Linked DNA regions of Mus musculus: all the other regions are linked to region 1. The links are chromatin contacts, called in public Hi-C and HiChIP or PLAC-seq maps. All regions are on one chromosome and are shown on one strand. The core of a region is the stretch at or near the end of the contact, and the rest is flanking DNA. Distances in the headings are between cores, read along the strand shown. Region 1 has its middle 25 kb from the start of 1810024B03Rik. Region 2 has its middle 20 kb from the start of Gm46762. Region 3 holds the start of Gpat2 (glycerol-3-phosphate acyltransferase 2, mitochondrial).

Region 1 (4,219 bases), core at 739-3,238:
CTTTGTTGGTTGGGATCTTGCACCAAAGCTACCACCCCCATATTTTGTTTATCTCCTTGATCATTTGATTCAGCTTCATTTCACTTCCTGGTGCCCCATTAATACTTAAAACATACATTTTATATTTTTCCTTTCTCTGCTTGCTCCTTTTAATTAAAACACTCTTTATAAGACAAAACAAGAGAGCAAGGTCTCTGCTGGGATTTTTTTAAGACTTATTTTGTTAATGTAATTAATATAAATCTCTTTACTTTAGTCTCAGGTAGACTCTTCAGACAAGGGTCTGAACCATCTTCTTCACCAAAAACAGTCTCTAGGCCAGATACTGAAGTTCTTCTTCACTGAAACATCTTGGGCCAGGTCTGCACAGTACAAGTCACTCTCAGCAGCAGAGTCTTCCAAATACCTACTAGGATAGCCCAGTAAGCCTCAATAGAAACATTCCACTGCTTGCAACTACTCTGTGTCCCCCCAGCACACTCCTACCCAGCTACATAACAGAGTTAAGCAAGATTTCTGAATTCTTTTACATTGTTAAAATAAATAAATAAAATGTACTTGCTGTCTCTTAAGTATCAAGGAGCTGGGGTTATGGGCAGATGATTCATAGGATAATCAAAAGGGATCCTGGAATAAATAACCAAATTCATATGTAATAAAAAAAACCCAGGCTTTTGATCTGTATATGATGAGCTAGCAGGAAGATACTGCAGTACTTTTTAAAGTGTTTTTTCTGTAATGAGAGCTGAGCTATCTGGATATCTCTGGAAAGCAAACACAGCTCTTCAAGATTTTTTCCTAACATTCTAATGTCTGAGGTTAGAAATTCCAAGAATTACTTAGAGAGGTGACAGAGCTCTGTTAAAATGTTTTCTAGCAGTTATCCAGAGAAGGCTATGTGAAGAGTGAACACAGCAGATTTTTTTTTCCTTTCTGATTTTGATAACCCAAGAATTACTTTTAGAATTTTTCTAACAGTATTTTTGACTTGATTGGAAAAGCCAAGAATTTTTTAGATCAGTTTTTCTGACTTTGGTGAGAAAACTGAGGAGCTATCCAGAGAGCGTTTAGAATTTTTACTAGCAGAGAGAGCTGTCTCACGCAGAAAGCTAGCTGTCTCAACCACAGAGGTTTTAGAATAGAAAGTAAAATCAGTCTAGAGCACACAGACACAGAGAAAGCAGTCTGGGAAGCCATCTCATCTGGAATGCTATCTCAGCAGAACATAAGCCAGCAGCTTGGACCCATGATTTGAGTTCAAGTTGCTTGTTTCCCTGTTGCTCTCAAACACCCCTTCTCTTAGGAACCCAGACCTAGGTGAGGTTGGTCCTCTGCATTAGTGTTCTCTGTTCTTTCTGTACATTGATACATTTTTGTATCTATATATTTTGATACATTTATTGGTTAGATCACAGATAATGATTAACAAAGAGCTCCTTAGCCATCTACTTTTACAGCGTCATTTACTGGATGGTTAGCTAAGATTTTGTAATAGAAGATGAACATTCTAGAGGTATTTCTGTCCAATACTTTTATAATTTACGTATGTTTCTGCATGACTTTGAGCTAAGAATGCCCTTAAAAATCTCTGCTTTTACCTTGTGATCAAGTTCAGAAGAGGATTTAACATAGCATGCATAGGGGTAGGCAAACCTATATGTGAACTTATCAACATTCCCTAAGTAAAGTCTCAATGATTCCAAAAGGAAGAAGCGGAAGTGCCTACTGAGTGTTGTGACTGGAGCTCTGGAAAGCTCCAAATTTGCAATGTGGCCCACAGTGGAGAGAAGCGGGTAACTTAGCCAAGAGCAAATTGGAGTTGTGGGTCTTCCCCTGACCAGGGTGGGGGAAAAAGACCGGCAAGCAATTGGAAGAAAGACAAAGGTGGTACTGAAATGCAAATTTCTACAGATCCGGGAAAGGACTGGCCTCAGACTGGCAACCTGTGCCCGGAATTATTCCGCTGTGTCCCTTCAGCACACTCTAATCCAATGGGTGGTGTGTATGTCACTCCAGATTCACTAGCCAATTAGGACATCCAGACGGATCTGCCACCCAAAAGAGAAGGCGGGCTCTTCCGGGTGCGATCTTGCAAGTTCCTCTTTTAAATTTAGCTAGCAGTCTTGAATGTTTCTGCTTGATGTGTTCTGTGTGCCGCTCCTGGGTGCGGGGAGCTCAGGCAAGCCCAGAAGTTCCGACACGTTAAGTGCAGGGCAGTCTCCCACAAAGGGAGGAGCAGGCGGCTGAGCCCAGGGGGCTCTGTGGTAAACAGCAGCCTGACAGAAGCTGTTACTTGTGAGGTTCCCCTGTGGTCCTTCTCTCTCCCTGGGCCCGGCTGTGGGCTCGGAATAATCTCACTAGGGTGGCTGCATCTACACAAAGCATTTGGGGAAAGGGCTTCTGTGTAGAAATACCCTTGGCAGGATGCCAAACTTGGAGAGCCCTTGTTTCTATAGTTTCTTCTGTAAGTTTTGGCCTTAGCATTTAGGCATTTTATAGCTAGGTATAAGTCCCATTTCGAGTTAATTTTGTGGAGCCTGTAAAAGGCATCTCGTGTGTCGGATAGCACTCAAATATTAAGCTGTGATGTAGAAGAGTAAAATTGATGTAAAGGATCGACTAATGCTTGTAGTGGCGGCAAGTCGAATGTAGGTGAGGGAGGACTGCCCCTAAAACTCCACACAGGTATGTGCTATGCTAAAAAGGCCGATTGGAGAATAGGATGCTAGAATACATGTGGTAGTTTACCGGGATTGTCCAGACATTTGTCCACAAACCATAAGGTAGGAGACAACTCTGCTTTACAATCATGAATTAGCCCCATCCTGACTTCAAAGAGCAGGTCTCTAACAAGTGGCTCCAAGGGGCAATATAGGGCCACAACCAACTTTAAGGCCTGGTGTGCCATAAAGGTCTGGTTTTCTTCTTGAGAAAAGCATCGTTTTGTCACATGGGCAAGACTACAGCTGGTGATAACTCTTTGAAAAGGAAAAACACTGTTTGGTGAGGACTGGCCTGGTCAAGCAAGGCATAGAACAGCTCCTTCTAGGTCTCCAGAGCCAATGCCAACCTGGGGCTCAGGCTTGGGAGCTTCCCCTAAGGCCCTGAAGTGCTGGGAATAAAATAGAGCTCCTTCTCTAAAGCAAGGACGGTGCTTGGGAGAGCGGGTGGAGGTCTGGGGCCAGGGCCTTCGGGGATGGCTTGCTTCAGACCCTGAGATCCCACCACATGCGGCTATGGTTATCAGTCCCGAGTCCAGTGTGGGCTTGGTCAGGAACGTTTTTGAGAGATTCTCTCTTCCTGTTTTTCCAGCTTTCTTTTATTAGCTCCTTCCTGTGGTTTTCTCACTGTATAGTAGTTTGTGCTGACTTCATAGAAGTCTCCTATCTTGTTCCATTTTCCCCCTGTAAGAAGTATACAAGATGCTGTTCTCCAGAAGCCTGTGTGGCATAGACAGCCTATCCAAGACACCCCCATCACAATTTTGATACTTTCTTCTATTTATTTATTTATTTATTTATTTATCCAGGCAGGGTTTCTCTGTGTAGCCCTGGCTGTCCTGGAACAAACTCTGTAGATCAGGCTGGCCTTGAACTCAGAAATCTGTCTACCTCTGCCTCTGCCTCCCAAGTACTCAGATTAAAGGCGTTTGCCACCACTGCTTTCTTCTACTTTTCCAACCTTCTCATCTTCCGGCACCTCAAACTCAGGACCCCATCACCAAAGAGTGGCCTGCTGTTTCAATGCACTGGTATACTTAAAAATAATTCTGGTTATATCTTTTCTGTGTAAATCTCCCATCTGTGGGACTTGCAGTCTCCAGTCCATATTTAAATTGTTTAACCTGGGGCCTGAACCTAAGAGAGACTTACATGAGACAGCATATGTGGAATGTAAAATCTGTTCTTGGCTGTCTCTTCTCTAAGCATTAGCCAGAGCTGAATGCATGCTGTCATTAAAGAGATTTTTCTTAATTAATCTTGTAATCACTTAGGAGCGATTTCTTCTGGGGAAGGTGCAAAAATTCTAGGAGAGCTGCATCTTCTTCCCTGTACTAGAACTGTTTCTAAGAGAAGCTATGTTGACTCAGGCACCTTTGATCCCAGTCTCATGCTCCCCGGGCAATAACCTTGTTTTCCTATGGATGAAAATTCTTAAAATATTGAGATAAAGGATTGTACCACACCAGTGTTTTAAAATTCCTCATTTGAGTCATGTA
Region 2 (4,385 bases), core at 560-3,059, 130 kb after region 1:
ATATTTTCCTGCCAACTCCACACCATTCATTACCTTTCCGTTGTTGTTTTTGTATGAAGTGGTGTCTCACTATGGTTTTGGTTTGCACTTTCCTGATGCTTCATGACGGCAGTTGTCTGCTTTTCTGTACCTCCTTTAAGGGGCTGCCTCTCCACAGCCTTTGCCCATCTTCAGACTGTCGCTTCCTTGTCAAGCGGTATATTGATATATCTTGAGTGAAAGTCCTTTGCATGCATGTGTGTTTATAATACTCTTTTTGTCTGTGACTTGACTTTTTAGTTTTTATGATCTTTTCCAAAAACCAGAAGACTTCAATTTTGAGGGAAACCAATTTATCAACTTTTACTTTTATGTTGTGTTTTTGTGTCCTAAGAAACTTTTGTCTAAGGACTGAAGATGGATCGATCAGTGGTTAAGAGTATTTACTACTCTTCCAGAAGACTTCAGTTAGGGTCTCATCACTCATGCAAGGGAGCTTACAACCTCCAGTTGCCAGGAGACCCACCACCCTCTTCTGGTCTCCTAGGGTACTCATATGGTGTGTGTGTATAATTTAATGTACAAATAAAAGTATTTGAAAAATCTAGCCGAGTGTGGTGCAACATGTTTTTAATCCCAGCACTTGGGAGGCAGAGGCAGATGGATACTTCTGAGTTCAAGACCAGCCTGGTCTACAAAGTGAATTCAGAACAGCCAAGGCTGTAGAGTGAGACCCTGTCTCAGAACAAACAATGGAAAAAGTACTTTTTTTTTGATGGCCCTTTAGTTAATTTAGAGTTTCACATGTCTTCTTACCTTGGGTGGACACAATGACCTTGGCCATGTGCTCATGGCTTGCGCTCACCAATATGATTGACTTACTCACATGTTTCTGTCAGCTACACAGACCAGAACACTGTTCACTTAGCAAGGAGATCTGAGACCATCAACCTCAGCCATACTCAAAACAGGCCTGACTACAGTCGGGGGGGGCAGCTTCTCCTACTCTGCCCTGGAAGGAGAGAAGCCGAGGAGAAGAGAGCTAAGGGCAGTGAGAGAGGTTGGTGGAATCAGCCAGGGGAGACAGGGAAGAGGAGGAGCGAACCTCCTGCTGCCTGAGGAGGGCAGCAGACACTCCCAGGGTCCTGCCAGGCCTGCTGGGAAAGTATCAGGCCTTTGTTCCCAGTCATTTCCCATCTCTTCCTGTCTCTTTGAACTGAGTCAAAGGGCTGGTGTGAGGGAAGTGGCCCCACAGTGGCCTATGGATGGATTTCTGGGAATTATAGAAAATAGCGGATGTTGTATAGTAGAGGCAGGAAGAAGCAGATTTGGAGGCTCTTGTCCTCTGGCCTCAAAGGCCTCTCTGGTCCATCCTGTGGATTCTCTTGGTCTGGCTCACACCAAGAGGCCACCGCTGCGGGACTCCTGTAGCCCAAGGGAGCTTCAGCCTGCTAAAAGATCCTGCTTGAAGCCATACAGTGTGTTAGTGTCCATTAGCTTCCAGCCTGTATCTTCAGCCTTCACCTAATTCTTACCCTCCTCACTCTCACCCTCACCGACGACCTATGAGGAGGCTACCCCAAGTGGCCACACTAGACACATTTGAGACTGTCACCTCAGCAGTAAATTCCTCAAGCCACCAAGAAGCTTAAAACCAAGAGATCTGTGGCCTGCCTTTACCTCAGAAAAGCCACGTGAAAACCCAGGAGGCAGGGTGGGGGCCCAGGGCGTGGGGCCCAGTTTTGTCAGAGGGTCGGAAACAGGATGTGAGCAGAGAGGGGGGTGTGAAAAATAAGGTGGCTTCCAGCAGAAGGGGCCACTTGGCACTGTGTGTTCTTAGCTGTGGAAAAAGACCCTGGGCTGTGTGGGTGTCATCACATCCTGCTGATAACCAGCCCCCCCCCCAGCCTTGCTTGGCTCCCTTTCAGAGCATGGTCTGACCCCTGGGCTTGGGGCAGGGGAGAGGGTGTCTGTTGAAAGAAGGACGGGATGTGACCTTTCAGAGGGTTGAGATTAACTAGTGTTCCTGACTCCCCAGGGAAGCCTGGTATTCAAGGTGAACCTGAACATAAACCGAGGCAGGCAGAGTGGGCTGTCCATCCATCCAATGAATGGAAAAACAGTGACATCCAGGCACTAGCTGGTGTGACAAAGCAGAACTGCCAAGGCCTACTCCCCGATGTCAGGGAGCCCTGGTGGGTGGACATAGAATAAAGCCTAAAAGGGGCAGAACCTAGGCTCTGGGTGGCTCAGGGACAAGCCTTTGATTCAGCCTGGGCATCTGCAAAGGCTTCTGGGAAGAAGTAAGGCCTAAGAGGAGTCTCAGAGGATGGGCAGGTGTGTGTACAAGTGTGTGTGCATGTGTGCATGAGTACATGTGCTTGTGTATGTGCATGTAAGTGTGTGTGAGTCTGTATGTTTGTGTCTGTGTATATGTGAAGGTGAGGGGATGTTGTGAGCCTACAGTGTGTCACCAAGGCCTTCTGCCCGCAAGAGCCCACTCCTTTGACTTACATGGGGTTTTTCTGGCACAGCTTTCTAACCTGGCTTCTCTACTCAGCTGAGGGGTTGAGTCCCTGAAAGTCCCTATAGCTCCCCAAATCACCATCAGCCATCTGATGGACCAAGGCTTCTCACTTGGCTTAACACCAGACTCTCCCATCAGAAACCCATTCCTATTCAGTTTCATATAGAATCTAGACCTTTCTCTTTTATTATTTATATTTGAGACAACATTGTACACTAAGACCTTTTTTTTTTCTTTCTTTCCTGAGACAGGTTTCACTGTGTAGCCTTGTTATTCTGGAACTCATTACATAGACCAGGCTGGCCTCGATCGAACCTGCCTCTGCGAGCGGGGATTAAAGGCACAAGCTACCACTGCCCAGCTATGACCCTAGTTTTGAAGCATCCTTTTTCCAGCTTGGCTTGGGTTTTCTTTTAGATCAGTGGTCTGAGTGACCGTCCTCTGAACCAAACAACCACTATCCTGGGGAGTCCAACTGTGCCTTCTTACAAAATGATTGTCCCTCATGGAGAGATCATGAAACCTCCCTCAGAGTATCCAGTTGCTCCCTACTACCTGTTACATATGCAACTCTGTCTTAATTGATGTGGCCTCTGAGAGGAACTAGAGTATATGGGGAGCGAAGTCCTCATCCCTGCTGGGTAAAGCCTTTCCAGGTAGGGTGGGAGTAGGGGGCAGGGAGTGGGACACACCCTTGTAAGCAGCCCCTCATCTATGGCTTATAAGGAAGTCCATTAAACTCATTGCTTCTCCAGAGTGAACTTTGGTGAGATGGTGCCTCAGTCTGGTTTTGAGACCTTAGGAGAAGGGGTTAGACATTGTATATGTTTCTTTCAGGGAAGGAATTTTAGGAATACGTAGGTATAAAGTCAACATGATGATGATAATGCATTAGTATGGGGCATGTGCATACAAGTTCTCCCACACTTGTGGCTGTCAGAAGTCAATTTGGTGGCACTGGTTCTATCCTTCCACCATGTGGGTTCCTGGGGTAGCTTTCAGGCCCTCAGTCTTGGCAGAAAGACTGAGCCACCTCGCCCTCTCTCATTATCTTCTCAAATAGAGCCTTTCAAGGACAATAAAAATCATTTTTCATTTCCCCTGACAGAGACCATGCTAAGTTGGAAGTCTTCATACGAGTCTCTGCCTTTACACCACTGGTGTTCCAACAGTGTCTTCAGAACACTCCTAGCAGAGGGCCCTGTTCTCTCATCTACCTGCTTTGCCCAGTGTGCTGGCCGTGTGCCTGCCATCCTAACGGGTGACATACTCTTCTCATTCAGTGGGTACACTGACATTCTTTCACACCTCAGCCTGTAACCTCCCCACTCCTGGGAACACAGTATGCTTGATTCTTCTTCACTTTATTGATGATCAGTTCGTTGATTTTGAAATAGCTCACATCTTTACTTTCCTAGTTTACACCTTCTTTCTTCTCTTTAGTTCATATAGCTCCCAAAGTTTGGAGCTATCCTGAGCATTCAGAACCTTAGGAAGTTGACAGAGCCTTTGAAGGCTATAGGAAGGCTCTTTCCTTCCTAGTCAGTAATGATGGAAGCCATTTCCACCACACCCTCCTGGCTCAGAATGGCCTCAAAGGTGTTTACTATATGCCAGGCATTGTCCAAAAGTGCTGGAAACTTTTAACATGAACAGTGATTTAAAACCTGCCCTCCTATCCATACCAGGCCCAGGCTCTCTTCCCTTCCTGCTGCCTTCGGATCAGGATGTAAAGCTCTGAACTACTGCACCAGCTCCATGTCTGCCTGCATGCTGCCAGGGACCCTGCTATGATGATAATGGACTAAGCTTCTTTAGTTTTTAAGACCAAGACACTGGACAGGAAACAATCCCCTTTGACCTCAGCAGCTCTGTTTAC
Region 3 (4,621 bases), core at 1,288-3,787, 240 kb after region 1:
ATATGAGAGGATCTTCTAGGAGTCCTTGAACGTGTCATATTGCTAGTGAGAAGAAGTGGGTATCCCAACTCTAGACCTGCTGATAAATGCACCCTTCCTCTGTCCTCTGTCTCAACTCTTGGTGGATTGGGTGGTGTCTGCACAAGTTGGGGAGAACAACTGTTCTTTCATCCACTCTTACAATACCCATTCTTCTAGAAACACCCAGAAGTAACATGCAAATATGTGTTCCCCACAGGAGGGCATTTGTCCTTTTGGGCCCTAGGAGTCAGTTCCATGAGTTAGGATCTTTGGGGCAGTACCTATGTCCAGGGAGGGGTTTTCTCAGTTCATTCATGGTTCATGGGCTGAGCAAAGGAGAGTTTCAGTGTCTCCAAGGATCAAGTCAGACCACCAGTGTGCATAGCATTTGGCCTGCAGGTCTCACCATATCATGTAGCTCTGGACCTGGTCCAGAATGCTGGTCAGATCTTTAGCATCAAACCCTGAGCCATGTCTACAGAGTATGCATCTTTCAATGCCCAAATTACAGCAGGCAGCTGTTGCCACTGCAGCCTCCCAACACATCCTTTCTAAAGCAGAAGTGCAGCTGAGGCCTGAACGAGGCCAGAACTCTGCTAAATACAGCCCTGGGGCCCACTGTCCCTACCCATGGAACCTTCCAGTCGGAAGCAGCTATTGTGGGATCCCTCTCAGAATGAGATCCCTCCAAGAAGGTGAGAGGTGCTCACAACCAACCACAAAAGCTCACCTTTCTATCCAGATGGTGATCTTGGGAGACATCTAGATTTGCACTTGGAGGTGGGGGGGGGGCAACTTACTGCTTCTAAATAATGGGGTTTCCTTTTCCTTGCTTGCTTTTTTCAGTTTCTGAGTCTTCTTGTTGTGGCCTGTGCACTATGATACAAAACAACAGTTAACATGGGAGCCAGATACAACATGTGAAGCTGGTGATGCTGTTCCTGAGGAGGAAGAGACAGAAAGGTCAGGTGTTCAAGGCCACCCTCTGTTTCATGGCAAATTTGAGACCAGCCTCAAAACACACACACACACACACACACACACACAAGCCACGAAAGAGACCCTTGGGCCTTGAGGGACACAAAATGGCACAAAGCAGGGAACACAGTGGCTATACCCTCAAGGGGAATGTCGGTGGAGGAGAGGTAGAGGTTAGGAATAAGAGCCAGCTCTTGGGACCCATGGCCTCACAGGTTCTGAAACTGGAGGTCAGTGGGCTGTCACGTGGGCTGGGGGTACAGGGAATACCTCCCCCCAATTTATTTTATATTGCACTAACCTTTTAAAGTTGTTATTTTTAAAACATTTGTTTGTGTGTGGGTATGTGCACATGAGTGTAGTTACCTGAGGAGACCAGGAGAGGGTGCTAGATCCCTGAAGTTGGAGTTACAGGCAGCTGTGAGCCACCTGATGTAGTTGTTGGACCCTGAACTCAGGTCCTCTGGAAGAGCAATATGAACTCCTATCTGCTGAGTCACTTTCCCGGTCCTGTGGAGACCTTTCAGGGCTGGTCTCTTGGTGGCTTGCTGCAACAGTGAAATGATGAAGGAACCCATATGTCCTTTGTTCCTAGAGTGCTCAGAGCCGATTACCTAAATGACCCCACTCTCATCTTTATACACTTTGCCTGTTGATGTAACCAAACAGCTGACCAAAAGCCACTCTAGGAAAGAAGGGCTTGTTGTGGTTCACAGTTTGAGGGCACTGGACATCTTGGCTGGGAAAGCATGGCAGAGGACCATGAGGCTGCTGACCACATCATAGCTTGGCAGGAAGCAGAAAACAGATAAGTGCTGGTGCTCAGCTCAGGTTCTCCTTTAAAAAAACACACGTCTTTATTTTGTGTATACAAGTGAGGAGGTCAAAGGATAGCTTGGGGTAATTGGTTCTCACCTTCTGCTATGGGTCTTTAGTTCCCGGGACTCGTGAGGGACCACTGCGCTCTTGTTAACTCCAATTCCAGATCCAAGCCCTCTTCTGACCACACATGTGCATACCCCCACAAAGCCACACATGCACATATATAGATCACACACACACACACACACACACACACACACACGTAATTTATTTTGAGACAGAGTCTCACTATGTAGTTCTGGGTGACCTGGAACTTGCTATGTAGATCAGGCTAGACTCGAACTCACAAAGATCCATCCGCCTTTGCCTCTCGTGTGCTGGGATGAGAGGTGTACACTATCCTCCCCACATCCTTTTTAAGACTCCCCTCCTTGGGTCCTTTGCATTCCACACTTCCAGATTAGGACAAGCAGGTTCCTAAGCCAGAATGTCCTCTCCCCAACAAACTCTCAACACTTGCAGCGAGTTGTGGGTGATGGGCGTGGAGGGAGCAGTGATCATGTGGTACAGGCAGCAAGTCCAGCAGAGCATATAGGGTGTCAAGGGATGGGGCTTCGAGCCTAGAGCGCGTTCTGATTGGCTGGCCCCTCAGCTGCTGAGGCGCATGCGCAGAGCCCAGTTTCCGGCTTCGTCGGCTCAGTCACACGGCTGTTTGGCGGGAGTTGGCGGCTGGTGTGAGGTGAGCTTCCTGAGACTCGTGTGCCGGATTGGACCAGGCTGGGTTGGGCTGGGCTGGGCTTGGCTTTGGGTCAGGCAGGGACTGATGTGGAACTCGGGCTGGTGGGCGTGTCTCACAGACAAACAGTCAGAGGCAAGCTGGTGGCCCTGGAGAGCCCCACTTTGCCCTTTGCTTGGCTTGTGGCACCTGAGACTCAGAGAGCAGGCAAGGATGGACTTCCGGTGCCGCCTCGGAGACAGGCCCTGCCCTCCATCTTGGTTTTGGCGAGAACCTTCCTTGCAGGCGTAGGGGTATTTGCTGCAGCTGAGAACTTTTTAAAGTTAAGTTCTGTGATGGTTAGTAGGGCAGGAACATTGGGGATGTGTGTGTTGCATTTTAGCCTTTGGTGAAGAGCTACATAAGAGCCAGGCACCAAGTGCCACCTGTGTAGTGCGGGTGGGAGGACTCAGAGTGGAAGGGACGTGGCTTCTGGGCGCCCCCGAGCCGAGGCCCTGTTGGGTATCTGCTCAGATACCACATCTCAAAGTTATTTTTACAGCAGCAGCTGGAAACCCCCGCTCTTTATATAACAAGCTCTCTGCTTTTAAACGTTGGCCTTAATTCCTAATGTTTAAGCACGTCATATAGTCAGCGAGAAGATGCCTGTGAACTGTACTGGCCCTCGGGGAAGAGTGTGCATCTACACAGACTGCCAGTGGCCCTCACTTAGGGATCTTGCTTGCCAGATGTGTCTGTAATAGTGGTGTTTGAGAAACAGAGGGAGGAGGATGGAGAATTCAAAGCTGGTCGGGGCAAAATAGCAAGACAGTGTCTTAAAAAGCGTGAGTGAGCTGTCCCCAACTGACCTGGATTTCATGAGCTAGGTAGTTGGCTTAATTGGCTCATGAGAATGCTCCATGCCTTGTCTTTTAATCTGTTATTTTAGGGCCAGCATTGGTCGGTGGGGTTAGATTTTGAGGTTAGGAGTCTCAAGCTGAGGAGTGTCAAACGTCTTCCTTGCAAAGGAGGCAGGCCTCCTTACATTGCAGCCTTGACCTTGGGCTTCTCTGTGCTTAGGGTCTGAATGGGGCTGTGAGAACATTTTTTAAAGTAGGGGATGCATCTGAAATGAGATCTCCAGGGCCTGTGTATACATCAATCAGGATCCGGTTACTGCTTGGCTTCATGGTGCTAAATAGCACCAAGGGGCAGAGGAGGAGCACCAGAGGAACCCTGGAAACTAAGCCACAGGCATCTGGCTCTCCTGGGCCCTTTCCATACCACTTAATTGCTGGGTCTACACATGAATTATTTGCAATTCTTACCCTCAGGACGACTTTCAGATGATGTGAGGGAAGTGAGATGGGAACCCCGAGGGCTCCACAAGGCTGCTTTTCTGGCTGCCTTGGGCCCTGGAACTCATGGAGAAAGAAGAATCTAGATGTATCATGAACTAACAATTTGTGGTCTCAAAACTCAAAAAGGCACTCTCAGGCTAGCGTGCAGTTAATGTGATTGAGTTGGGGAATAAAAAGAATATAAATAATTAGGCCAGTCTGTTCACCATGGACATGGTGGAAGATCAGGGTAGGGGACCCTTTTGGGCAGGAGTCTCTCTTCCACAGAAGCATAATGGATCCGAGGTTCTGCAAGAGGGCTGCTCAGCAGGACTTAGGTTTATGGAGAGAGTATCCTTTTCCTTGTATCCTCTTCTTGCTGGTATAATCCAGCCCAGCCTAGGCTTTTCCTTCTACACGGAGAGCCTTACGTTGCCATTACAATCACAGTTGCTGTTAGAACACATTGGGGCATGTGGATGGAAGATAGCCACTCATGTTGCCTGAGGGAGCCCCTGACTTTTCAAGTACAGCTCACTTCCTGGAGGGACCACTTGGGTCAGTGACAGGGATTTGATCAGACTGCCTCCAGTCTCCTGGCAATTGTCCTCATTGCTGATGGCTTAAGTGTTGTCTGTCTTGGGGTAGACTCTGGCATCACCCCACAAAACCTTGGATTATGGATCAGATTCCATTCTTTTAGTTTTTTTTCTAGGTCAGGTCTGTGTGGAGAGAGACACAGTGC

What was found. HiChIP or PLAC-seq counts read pairs in DNA pulled down with a chosen protein or histone mark. Hi-C and Micro-C count contacts between places; a contact is called where the count stands out from the background.
Region 2: a CTCF HiChIP or PLAC-seq map of CD8 T cells shows a contact between it and region 1, with 6 read pairs. The contact joins two enhancer-like sites. A contact is called at or near these places in 1 of 15 datasets of contacts at CTCF or cohesin (CD8 T cells) and 1 of 115 datasets of contacts at active chromatin or transcription factors (embryonic stem cells).
Region 3: a Hi-C map of nephron progenitors shows a contact between it and region 1, with 4 times the contacts expected there. The contact joins the promoter of Gpat2 here to the enhancer-like site in region 1. A contact is called at or near these places in 1 of 39 promoter capture datasets (the HPC-7 cell line) and 3 of 484 Hi-C or Micro-C datasets (embryonic stem cells, large pre-B cells and nephron progenitors).

Annotation. Positions count from the first base shown.
Region 1 is chr2:127,180,938-127,185,156 of GRCm38.p6, forward strand. No RefSeq gene overlaps it. Among named protein-coding and RNA genes, the nearest start is that of 1810024B03Rik, 25 kb to the right of the region's middle. Within about 2 kb of position 1,989, at least 362 of the 459 cell types and tissues checked have an H3K27ac peak or open chromatin away from gene starts, as enhancers often do. A contact at or near this core is called in CD8 T cells, the HPC-7 cell line, embryonic stem cells and 1 more, where this site is marked.
Region 2 is chr2:127,312,917-127,317,301 of GRCm38.p6, forward strand. No RefSeq gene overlaps it. Among named protein-coding and RNA genes, the nearest start is that of Gm46762, 20 kb to the right of the region's middle. Within about 2 kb of position 1,810, at least 79 of the 459 cell types and tissues checked have an H3K27ac peak or open chromatin away from gene starts, as enhancers often do. A contact at or near this core is called in CD8 T cells, where this site is marked.
Region 3 is chr2:127,422,662-127,427,282 of GRCm38.p6, forward strand. Gpat2 (glycerol-3-phosphate acyltransferase 2, mitochondrial) reads left to right here and starts at 2,538. Exons shown (of 22, transcript NM_001081089.2): 1 at 2,538-2,560; 2 at 4,580-4,621.